Regions from separate parts of the Sus scrofa genome. Here regions 1 and 2 are each linked to region 3. Evidence: chromatin contacts called from public HiChIP or PLAC-seq data. All regions are on one chromosome and are shown on one strand. The core of a region is the stretch at or near the end of the contact, and the rest is flanking DNA. Distances in the headings are between cores, read along the strand shown.

Evidence for each region. HiChIP or PLAC-seq counts read pairs in DNA pulled down with a chosen protein or histone mark.
Region 1: a contact with region 3 is called in an H3K27ac HiChIP or PLAC-seq map of alveolar macrophages. The contact joins the promoter of BCL6 here to the promoter of RTP4 in region 3. A contact is called at or near these places in 1 of 47 Hi-C or Micro-C datasets (liver) and 1 of 2 datasets of contacts at active chromatin or transcription factors (alveolar macrophages).
Region 2: a contact with region 3 is called in an H3K27ac HiChIP or PLAC-seq map of alveolar macrophages. The contact joins the promoter of ADIPOQ here to the promoter of RTP4 in region 3. A contact is called at or near these places in 1 of 47 Hi-C or Micro-C datasets (embryonic fibroblasts) and 1 of 2 datasets of contacts at active chromatin or transcription factors (alveolar macrophages).

Annotation. Positions count from the first base shown.
Region 1 is chr13:125,387,806-125,391,136 of Sscrofa11.1, reverse strand. It overlaps BCL6 (B-cell CLL/lymphoma 6), which reads left to right and starts at 1,274. Exons shown (of 8, transcript NM_001315701.1): 1 at 1,274-1,434; 2 at 2,987-3,208. The coding sequence starts at 1,274.
Region 2 is chr13:124,632,590-124,636,013 of Sscrofa11.1, reverse strand. ADIPOQ (adiponectin, C1Q and collagen domain containing) reads right to left here and starts at 2,108. Exons shown (of 4, transcript NM_214370.1): 1 at 2,069-2,108.
Region 3 is chr13:125,097,074-125,100,490 of Sscrofa11.1, reverse strand. RTP4 (receptor-transporting protein 4) reads right to left here and starts at 1,988. Exons shown (of 3, transcript XM_021070040.1): 1 at 1,517-1,988. The coding sequence starts at 1,698. LOC110256386 (a long non-coding RNA gene) reads left to right here and starts at 478. Exons shown (of 4, transcript XR_002337799.1): 1 at 478-979; 2 at 1,988-2,182.

The DNA.
Region 1 (3,331 bases), core at 25-2,524, 290 kb before region 3:
TGAGTTTTTAGGCCTCTGAAGGATCATTCTCATTAATATCGAAAGAATAGTTTTTCTTTTTTTTTTTCTTTACCATAAACCCAACGGCATACATTTCTTACTTTGAGAAAAGAAATACATGTGTGTGTGTGTGTGTGTGTGTGTGTGTGTGTGTATGGATGTATGAAATCGTATTCCCAATACTCGGGGTAAAAAACATTATTATTGCATAGCTTCGAGTGCCTGTTGTTTCCGTAAGAGCCGAGCTGGAAAAAATGTGTGCTAGCTTGTGGTAAAACCGCACCAGCTGGCAGGCTGCAGCTATCAAAGTAAAACTAAATATGTGTGTCCTAAAATAAGACTATAGTGGACAATCTTACATTCATTAAATCAATTTCTGTTTGCTTTTTTCTCTTCCCTGCAGGTTTTAAGCAAAATTTTGGACTGTGAATCAAGGCATTGGGTAAGTAAATTGAATTATATGCTTTAAAATTTTGTGGAGAAACTGTTTCTTTCAAATTTGCCAATGCGTGTGTTTCTGTGAACAGTGCCACTTTTCCTTAGATGAGATAAAGGAGAGTGTGTTGCCTCTCCATCACAGCCAGCCCTGCCCCCAACCCCTTTACCCTGGCATTGGACTATCTTAACACTGTTGTGTGATCATTCATTTCCTTACTCAGTTCTTGGTTCACGCTAATTTCACCACCTACTGTGTACCAGCAATGTGCTTGGTGCTCAAGATACATTCAAATAATTCTGAAGCCTGGTAGAGGAGAGACAGATGGTAGCTAGGATAATGAAATGAGATACTGATGAGAATAGCTGTGATTTATGAGAAATTCCACTAATTTTTACAACCCCATGGGTATTACTACTCCCATTTGGGGGAAACTCAAGCCCAGAAACCATAAAACAAGCTGCTCCAAGTCACACAGCTTGCAAAAGGTATGGCCAACATGCTAACCTTCAAAGCGTGCCTTCTCTCCTCTGTCATACTCATTGCCTCTCAATGCTGGTATCTGGGAAAAAAAAAACAAACAAACAAACCGAAAACATTCATCCAATATTCATTCCCTCCTCTTTCCCTTATAGGGGTTTCTATTAACAAATTGGATAAAGATTATTATCTCATTTTTATAGACGTGGAGAGCAGTGTCCAGACATGGGTCATGAACTGTTCAAAAGCAAACACAAGGGAGCAGGCTGGCCCACCTGCTCTGACACTCCTGGGAAGAAGGAACTAGGTCCTGGAGGAGTAACAGGATTTTAACCTTTTCTTTCAGGTGAAGGAAAAATGGCCTCGCCGGCTGACAGCTGTATCCAGTTCACCCGCCATGCCAGCGACGTTCTTCTCAACCTTAATCGCCTCCGGAGCCGCGACATCTTGACTGATGTTGTCATAGTGGTGAGCCGAGAGCAGTTTAGAGCCCATAAGACGGTCCTCATGGCCTGCAGGTGAGGGATCTGGAAGCAGAAGGCAGATGATGGCTGTAAGGGGTATGCTAGTGCCGGCTGCCAGTGCGGAGCGTGGGGGCCCCATTCCGGGTTTGGGATCACGTCTCCTGTGTCTCCAGATCTTTAGCACTGTCCTGGCAGGGTGGGTTCCCAGGAAGCAAATGAATGACCACACTTTTAGAAAAGAAAGCATTTCTATTCGGTGGGAATAGAGGAGAAGAAATCATATACCATCTCCAGAGATGTGTTTGGGGCAAATCTGGTGAATGACTTCAGTGAACCAGTGAAATAATGAAAAGTGAAAGAGAGTTATAAAATATTTTAAGCAAGTTAATTTGAAATCTTTTGCTCTTTTATTTTCCTGTGATTTTTATTTTATGCCGTGACTATACTTCCACAGGTCTTTCAGAGCATATGTAAGTTGGTGAAAGTGATTGACAAGTATTCCAAGGGTTCAGAGCAGTTTTATGTTACATCATCTCCCTGGATCTTCCTAGTGGCCTGTGTTGTAGGTGGCATGACTAGCTCTGTTTTGTAGATGATAAAATGAAGACATTCATAGGTGAACTGATGTAGAGCCAAGGATCCCAATTGCTAGTAGAGGCTTATTCAACACCTACAACGAGCACTTTTTTTTTTTTTTTTTTTTTTTTTTTACCAGCAGAGAGAACAGAGGTTTATAGAGAGATAAAAAGAATAGATAATGCTCACCAAGTGCTTACCATGTGCCAGGCATCATTCTGTCCCTTTTACATTTTCATTCCTGCCACAACCCTGTAAGATAGACAGCATGTTTCGTGCTGGGCAGATAAGGAAAGCAAGGTGCAGAGCAGTGATGTAACTTACCCAAGGTTGCATAGCTACTTACGGGGTGAAGTCCAGTTCATTTCTGGCTGCTCGCTCAGAAGGAGCAGAATTCAGATGTCAGTCGAGAATTCTGGCCTCTAACTGAGTGCTCTTTCCTCTTCCAGACATCATGGTTCCTGGAGGCATGGCTTGACTTTGACTTGGCTCTCCTTGGAATATGGATCTTGTAATAGTCTATGGACTTTTAGAGAGTCAGTAAACCATAGATGGCAGGCGTCATTTTATTTATTTGTTATCAACACCCAACTGGCTTCTAAAACAAACACTAAGAATTTAAAATTAAGGGTAATGTATTGGAACAAGAAGGAAAATGCTTATCCCAAAGATAGAGACTAAAATAGTTACTACAAATGAGTGCTAAATTTAGCTCTGGTAATCCATGAAGTTAAGACTAAAAGGAATCCAGGTTCTGTGACTTTGGGAAAATCACTTGACTCCTCTGATCTCAGTTTCCCCATTTGTAAAGGGAGACAAGGAGAGAGTCTACTATCCTTGGCAAGGTTGTAAGGAACACAAGACAGTGTGTGGAAAGTGCTTAATGACTCTCTGGCATTGATTAAGCCCTCTATAAATGGCAGCTATGATTAATTGCCAAGGAAATTCTGGAGCTAGGTCCAGGATGCTGACTATAACTGATGATAGTTTCTACATGTCTGTTATAGTGAGACATTTCTTTGTTTTACAGTGGCCTCTTCTACAGCATCTTCACGGACCAGTTGAAATGCAATCTCAGCGTGATCAATCTGGATCCCGAGATCAACCCGGAGGGGTTCTGCATCCTCCTGGACTTCATGTACACGTCTCGGCTCAATCTGCGGGAGGGCAACATCATGGCAGTGATGGCCACAGCTATGTACCTGCAGATGGAGCATGTTGTGGACACTTGCCGGAAGTTCATCAAAGCCAGGTGAGCTGCTACCCAGATGGAAGCCTTGGAAATGGATGGGATCAGAAAGGATCATAAACTTTTGATAATGTGTGCATGCAGTAAAAAGAATCCTCTGTGGCATGCCACAACCTAACTTTCCAC
Region 2 (3,424 bases), core at 859-3,358, 460 kb after region 3:
TTGAATCAGAGCGGCAGCTGCCATCCTTTCAATAGCCACAGCAATGCCAGATCTGAGCCACATCCATTACCTATACCACAGCTCATGAAATTGTGGGATCCTTAACCCACTGAGCAAGGCCAGGGATCAAACCCCAAACCTCACAGAGACAACATCGGGTCCTTAACCCACTGAGCCACAATGGGAAATCCTCATAGCCTTGCTTTTGACTCCACTAAATAGAAGAATCTGAGATTTCAAGAGACCAAGATGCCGGCTTAAGGTCATGAGACTCTTGGGTTGAATGAAATGACATGGCTGGTTTTTAAGGTCAAAAATGATAAAATATGGGCAATTTCACACGGTGCAATCTAATGATAAATGACAGAACCAGGAATCAACTAGGCTCTTCCCAAATCCTAGGAGCATTACCTGAACGCTTTCACTTGGCAGCCCCGCACCCAACACTCTCTCTCCACACACACACACACCTGTTCTCAAGGAACTGGTTAAGCAGAGCATCCCCCCACCACATTTTGGGTATCAGTGTCTCTCCTGATTGACAGCTTCTACCTCCTGACCTCAGCCAAGTGTCTGGGGCCACTGGTCTTCCAACTTGACAAGGAGTAGGGGAGCAGCCTGATCTCAGAGCCACCTTAGAAATGACAAGAAGCAAGTCTTGTGTCTCTTTACAACTCCTCAAGAATTAAGGGAGGGAGGCAGCAAGAACAGCCAGTTAAGCTGCATGGCTCCCTTTCCACTGCTCAGCTTCCAGAACAAAGCTGACACCCTCATGTTTCTTTGTGCATATTCTGCCAGTATCAAGGCCCCCCTATTCCCCAACCTTGTCAGGATGAGCCAACCTTACCCCAAATGGATGGAGTTACCAGGAGCGAGGTGGCTGCACCGCTTGCAACGCTTGATCTGAAAATCCAAAACCTCTCCAGGAGTTCCCATCATGGCTCAGTGGTTAACGAATCCAACTGGGAACCATGAGGTTGCAGGTTCGATCCCTGGCCTCGCTCAGCGGGTTAAGGATCCATCGTGGCTGTGAGCTGTGGTGTAGGTCACAGACGCGGCTCAGATCTGGTGGTGTTGTGTTGCAGGCCAGCAGCTACAGCTCTGATTAGACCCCTAGCCTGGTAACCTCCGTATGCCACCGGTGCGGCCCTAGAAAAGAAAAAAAAAAAAAAACGAAAAAGAAAAAAATTCTCCAGAGCAGGGACCCACATCTCCTGACACCCAAGGGCTGGCCTGATCTCTAAAATCCCTCCCACTCAGTCTCTGCATCTATGGCTGCAAACAACCAGGAGGCCACAAGTGCAATGCTCCCTGGGACAAGCAGGATTGGGCTTGGGAAAGGCGGGGCAGATCCAGTTGTTCTGTCAGAGGATGTCTGCTACAAAGAAAATGTTGCATGAGCTCCCTGTACATGGCAGGCCCTGTGCTCACTCTACTTCATTTGAACATCTCAGTCACCTTGTGTGGTACCTCCACATGGGTGCAGACATGCCCATGTTTACAGATACCCCCAAAGCTACAGATAATGACTGGGCCCCACCCATCTTTGTTTCTCACGAACCCTACCCAGAGTCTGGTCCGTTGAATCTGCTCAATAAACACTGCTGACTAGAATCCAGTGGTAGAGTTGAATTCCAAACTCAGTCTCCCCAGGCTGCATCTTCATGTGCTCCTTTCTCTGCCCTACCTGGTCAAGTGGAGAAGCAATTCATCCCCTGCTCCTCTTATCTAAATGGACTTTATCGCTGGACCATGCTTCCTGCTTCACTGACCCCAACATTTTCTTTAGTTAGCCATCTCACCACAGAGTGAATTGGGCAAAATTCAGGATGGTTCCAGGCATCCTGATCACAATGAACAATTCCCTTTTCTCTAGGAGCCGTGGGGAAATTAAGGAAGAAACCCAAGGCCAGTCTGCCTCCACCAGGGCTGCCCTGGCCAGGGTTTTGCCTATATCACCTCCCCACCCTGCCACGATGGGGAAAGCATGAGCACGCCCCAACCCCAGGTTCCCTTTCGGGACAGCCACCTTTACCTACAGCCTGGAATTCCAATCACTTGTCCTTACCCTCAGGTGTGGAATCAGAGCCACAGACTGCAGTCAGGATGGAAATGAGGAGAAGGTGGCCCAGCCTCTGCAGCCTGGTACTCATGGGGAAGGCAGTCCCCACCTCGAAATTGTTGCTTCCCATTGGCCAGCGTGCTGAGGCCCAGAGACCAGTGGGTGGGCTCACACCCCTGGCGGCTGCTTCAGGTCTCCACCCTGGGGAACCTGGTGCAACCCAGCTCCAGCTTGGGAAGCCAAGTGGGGCTTCAGTCACCACACTCACGTTTCCAGGCCTCGGCCCTTAGACTTGCCTCCTATAACAGGGACAGAAAATGGGGCCAAGGGTCAATACTAGAGGCAGGAAAACAATATATTTCCTTATGTAAAATTAATGGCCTGGTGGTCCAGGAGACCTCCCTCTCCCCAGAGATTTGCTCTAATAAGTCCAGGGAACCAATTACACCATCACACTCATTGTGCACGACAGGGAAAAGGAAATGAAATATAGCAAGAAATACAATGCATCCTTCACTTTCTGGCCTGAACTCCAGACTGGGGGAAGACTTTGCATGTTAATTTGGAGAACTGATGTGAGGAGATGTTTCTGAGGCAGTATAAGGCAGGGCCAGATTAAAACCATTGAAAGGCCCTGAATTCCAAAAGATGTTGGAGCCCTCCTTGTGTGGGATTCAAATTAAATATATCGGAAAAACATTTATTAAATAGAATATTAGAATATCGTCTTTCACTGTTTTTTGTTGCCAAAACTCTGGAGATGTTTTTGAAAACCAACTTTTTTTTTTTTTTTTTTTTTTTTTTGCCATTTCTTGGGCCGCTCCCGCGGCATATGGAGGTTCCCAGGCTAGGGGTCGAATCGGAGCTGTAGCTGCCGGTCTACACCAGAGCCATAGCAATGCTGGATCCGAGCTGCGTCTGCAACCTATACCACAGCTCATGGCAACGCCGGATCTGAAAACCAACTTTTTATATATGTGTGTGAAGTGCTCCTTTTTCCAATGTCTGATGCCTGGGCCTGATCCACCTACTGGTGAACGCTGCTCTGGGCTGGAAGTGGCCTGGAGGCCCGGCGGCTCTAACCCACATCATTGTCTCTAGAAGGCTTAGGCTTAAAGTGGCAACGTTCATCACCTTGGACTCTTTTTGACAACTCCACATTCCATTTTTGAACGGCAGCATCAGAGCCAGTTCCTGCAAGCCACAGATTCTGATGCATTAAATCATGACGCCAGCAAAGGCTCAGGACCCCAGCAACAACTTCTGCAAGGCATTCAGAAACAGAATTTCTCAGGCAGAGTCTGGACGAGCCTGCCCCTAAATACCACCTCTGCTGGCCACACAGAGCCTAAAAGTCTACCA
Region 3 (3,417 bases), core at 739-3,238:
TTTCCATCCCAGAATGACTATCAGGTCAATACATCTGAACAAGAGAAGAACCTGCCCATTTGGGAGAGTGCCAAACTGATAAAAAGACATCATGAGTCCCTCAAATAGCTGTGGCTGGTACAGAAAGAGACTTTTACATAGTTCACTGGGTTCCAAGCAGAACAGAATGACTGGTACACGTGCTCTGACCAATGGCTTGAAAGCTGTGTTCCATACAACCCCAGGAGCCTTGCTATAAACAATGGGTTCTGCAGCTAAAAATAATTATATGTAAATATATATGTTCTATAGTATGTAACATATTAACATTTATAAATGTGCTATATATATAGTACTATATGATGAAATATAATGTGCTACATTATATATATAACTTTTATATATATAATGAATATATAATGAATCTTCTCTCATAGAGAATATGTAATTCTATAGTATATATATAGTGCTATATAGTGTAATACAATGTGCTATAATATTATATATTATATATAATATAACACATTATATATATATTTATATAAATATATATATAAAATGAATGCTTCCTCTTTCTCTCATAGAGCGAGAGAGAGCATTTAGTGCCTTATGGGAATGGAGAAGAAGGAACACTTACTCTGCCTAGGAAGACCAGGACACTTGAGTTGGTCCTTGAGGGATGAGTGGGGGGCAGGCAGGGAGGAAAGGGCCTGCTGAACAGACAGAACATCATGGACAAGGGTGTAAAGTCTGGAAATGTATGGCATGGCTAGTAACCCATAAGGAATGGAGCGGAGGACACCTGAGGCAGGATAGAGGCAAGCAGGGAAACAGGATAACAAGTGAGATGAAAAGTGAAGTGAAAGTCCCTGCTTGACATATAAAAAGAGAAGACTTGATTGTCTGGATCAGCAGTTACCACTCTTCTGACTTGGGCAAGGAAGCTAGTTCCTGCAACTTGGAGGCTCATTAGAAATGAAAGAAAGAGCCAGTCATTAAGGTAGGGGCATTACTTAAGAGACGCCAAAAACTAGGTTTTAATTTCTTTCTTGCAGCATCATTCCCTCCTATTATCCTCAGCAAAGTAATGTTCAAAGCCATTGCTTGGATTTAGTCCATCCTTGGGGCTTTAAAGGAAGGCACCACTCCCAGGCTGGTATGGAATAGGACTAGGCTCAGAGGGCTGCTGCAGCCTGGGGAAGCCAGTCAGGGCTTGCGGAGGAGATAGCAGAAGGCCCTAGAAAAGCAGTCTGAAACAAATGAGGTAGTGAGAGAATAGGAGGGCAGATTTATGGCATTTCCTGGAGACTTCCAAAAATACATAGGAAGGAGACCTAGTAAAAGAGGAAACTTCCAGCCGTTGAGCAAAATAGAGGTTTAGAGTCCTAGCATTTCCATCCTAAAGAACACTGTGATTACAAAAGGCTGAAAAGCCTGGTAATGTGTATTCTTTTAACAAGCTCTCAAAAGAATCAGTCAATGCTTAGCTGATCCTCTTGGCTCAGAAAGGCCCGTGGCTTGATAGACTCTCACTCACCTGCCAAAAGCTCTCTGCTGGTATTGCTTCCACCCTAGAGCCACGGAGTTTGGCTGAAGGTTCCCATCCATTTTCAGGGTCCATCTGGCCCGGGGTTTCTCCTGCCAGATCAGTTCTTGAAATGTCTTCTCCCATGTCTCAACATCCGTGATGATTCTCTTGCTCTGAGCTTTGGAATCCATGTTGACTGAGTTAACTTTCGGTTTCCAGCAAGAAGAAGAACAGTTTCAGTTTCTCATCTGGACACACTCCAGTAACTTTTTTTCTTCACTTTAGTTTCAGACTGTTTTGAGTACACAGAGCAAGTTTTTATTCTGAGGACAGGGGGCAGCAGGGATTTGCTAGTTTGTGAACAGATCTTGCCAAGAGATATTTGAGTACAAAGCTGGTCTAACTGTAAGGTATTTTTACATTTTCTTTCTTTCTCTCTCTCTTTTTTCTTTTTTCTTTTCTTTTTTTTTTCCCCACTAGGCAAAGCTCTATGCTCAGCACTGGGATAAGTTACATTGACTCAGAAGCAGTTCCTACCCCCTCCATGGATGCTCATGCCCTCGTGCAAACACTGGGAGTCAGTGCAGGGGAGGATGTGTCCAACGCGTCTCTTATTCCCCTGATGAGTCCTCACCATGGCCCCTTGAAGAAGGGATTATTCCTGGTATTTTTCAGGTGAGTGGCACAGAGAGCCAGGGTACATTGTTCAAAGTCATCCAGCTGGTAAGCAGTGGAAGTGAGGCTTAAACTCAGTCATGTGTGACTCCAGAACCTGCAACTTCTCCAGCCCCCTCCCTACCTGAGGAGAGTTCAGGTGTTTCAGGTTCAAGGTTGGCACTCTGGTGGCAGTGGGAGGAATCATCTTGAAATCATGACCTAGTGATTAGTTCAGTGAGATCTTGTCCTAGTGAAGCAAGACACTAGACTGAATGAAAGGATTATTTAACAGCACCTTTTGCTGTGTAAATTATCATCTAAAGGAGTCTATGAGCAGGTGTGGGAGCCTTTGAATGGCAAAATAGAGACAGTCCCCTTTCCTGAGATGAGGGATTGTGACCAGGTGACCTTTAAAGTAACTTCTAACTCAAAAGAGTCTGCGATTCCAAAAAAAAAAAAAAAAAAAGTATCATGAGTCCCTCAAATAGCTCTGGCTGATACGGAAAGAAACTCTTACGTAGTTCACTGGGTTCCAAGCTGAACAGAATGACTGCAACATGAGCTTTGGCCAGTGGCTTGAAAACTGTTCCATAGAACCTCAAGAGCTCTGTCACTCTGGAGTTGAAATCCAAATGGGGACGATAAGACAAGCAGGATGCTTATATCATTGGTGGCCTCACTATAGTTATCATGTCCTAGGCAGGATGAGCCTAAGTCTTCTCGGGCTTCTTAGATTTTTAACATTCTCTGTCTGGAAGGTAGAAACCCCCTACCCACCCTACCCTCCTAGAATATTCTGTTCTGTTCAGATTTTCTTTGCTTTCATAATGTTACACATTGAGGGCACTTATGTCTATGGATACAATATAGGAAACTCTTATCTGCACAGGTAGTTATAGGAACTTGGAATGGGACTCATGGTTACTAGAACTGGAAATCCTTTAGGAATCAACTTGTTCTCTTTTCCTTCTGATTAGTATATATAAAAAAACAGGAACACAGTGGAAAGAAGTCTCCTGCCCAAGGTCAAACACAAAATCATTGCCAATATAAGGCCAGAACTGAGAGGTTCCACGTCCTATCTCTGAGCTCTGCTCAGCTGCCCCTACCATGCCAGGCCTTTTGCCCACTGGTACTCTCCTACTTTCTTCTGGGTTTAAGAACTCAAGCCCATTCTTTTTATCCTGTATCTTCAGAGCATGCCCATGTTCCATGTCCCCTGACTTCTCAAATGGTCTTTTTTTTCCCCAAAA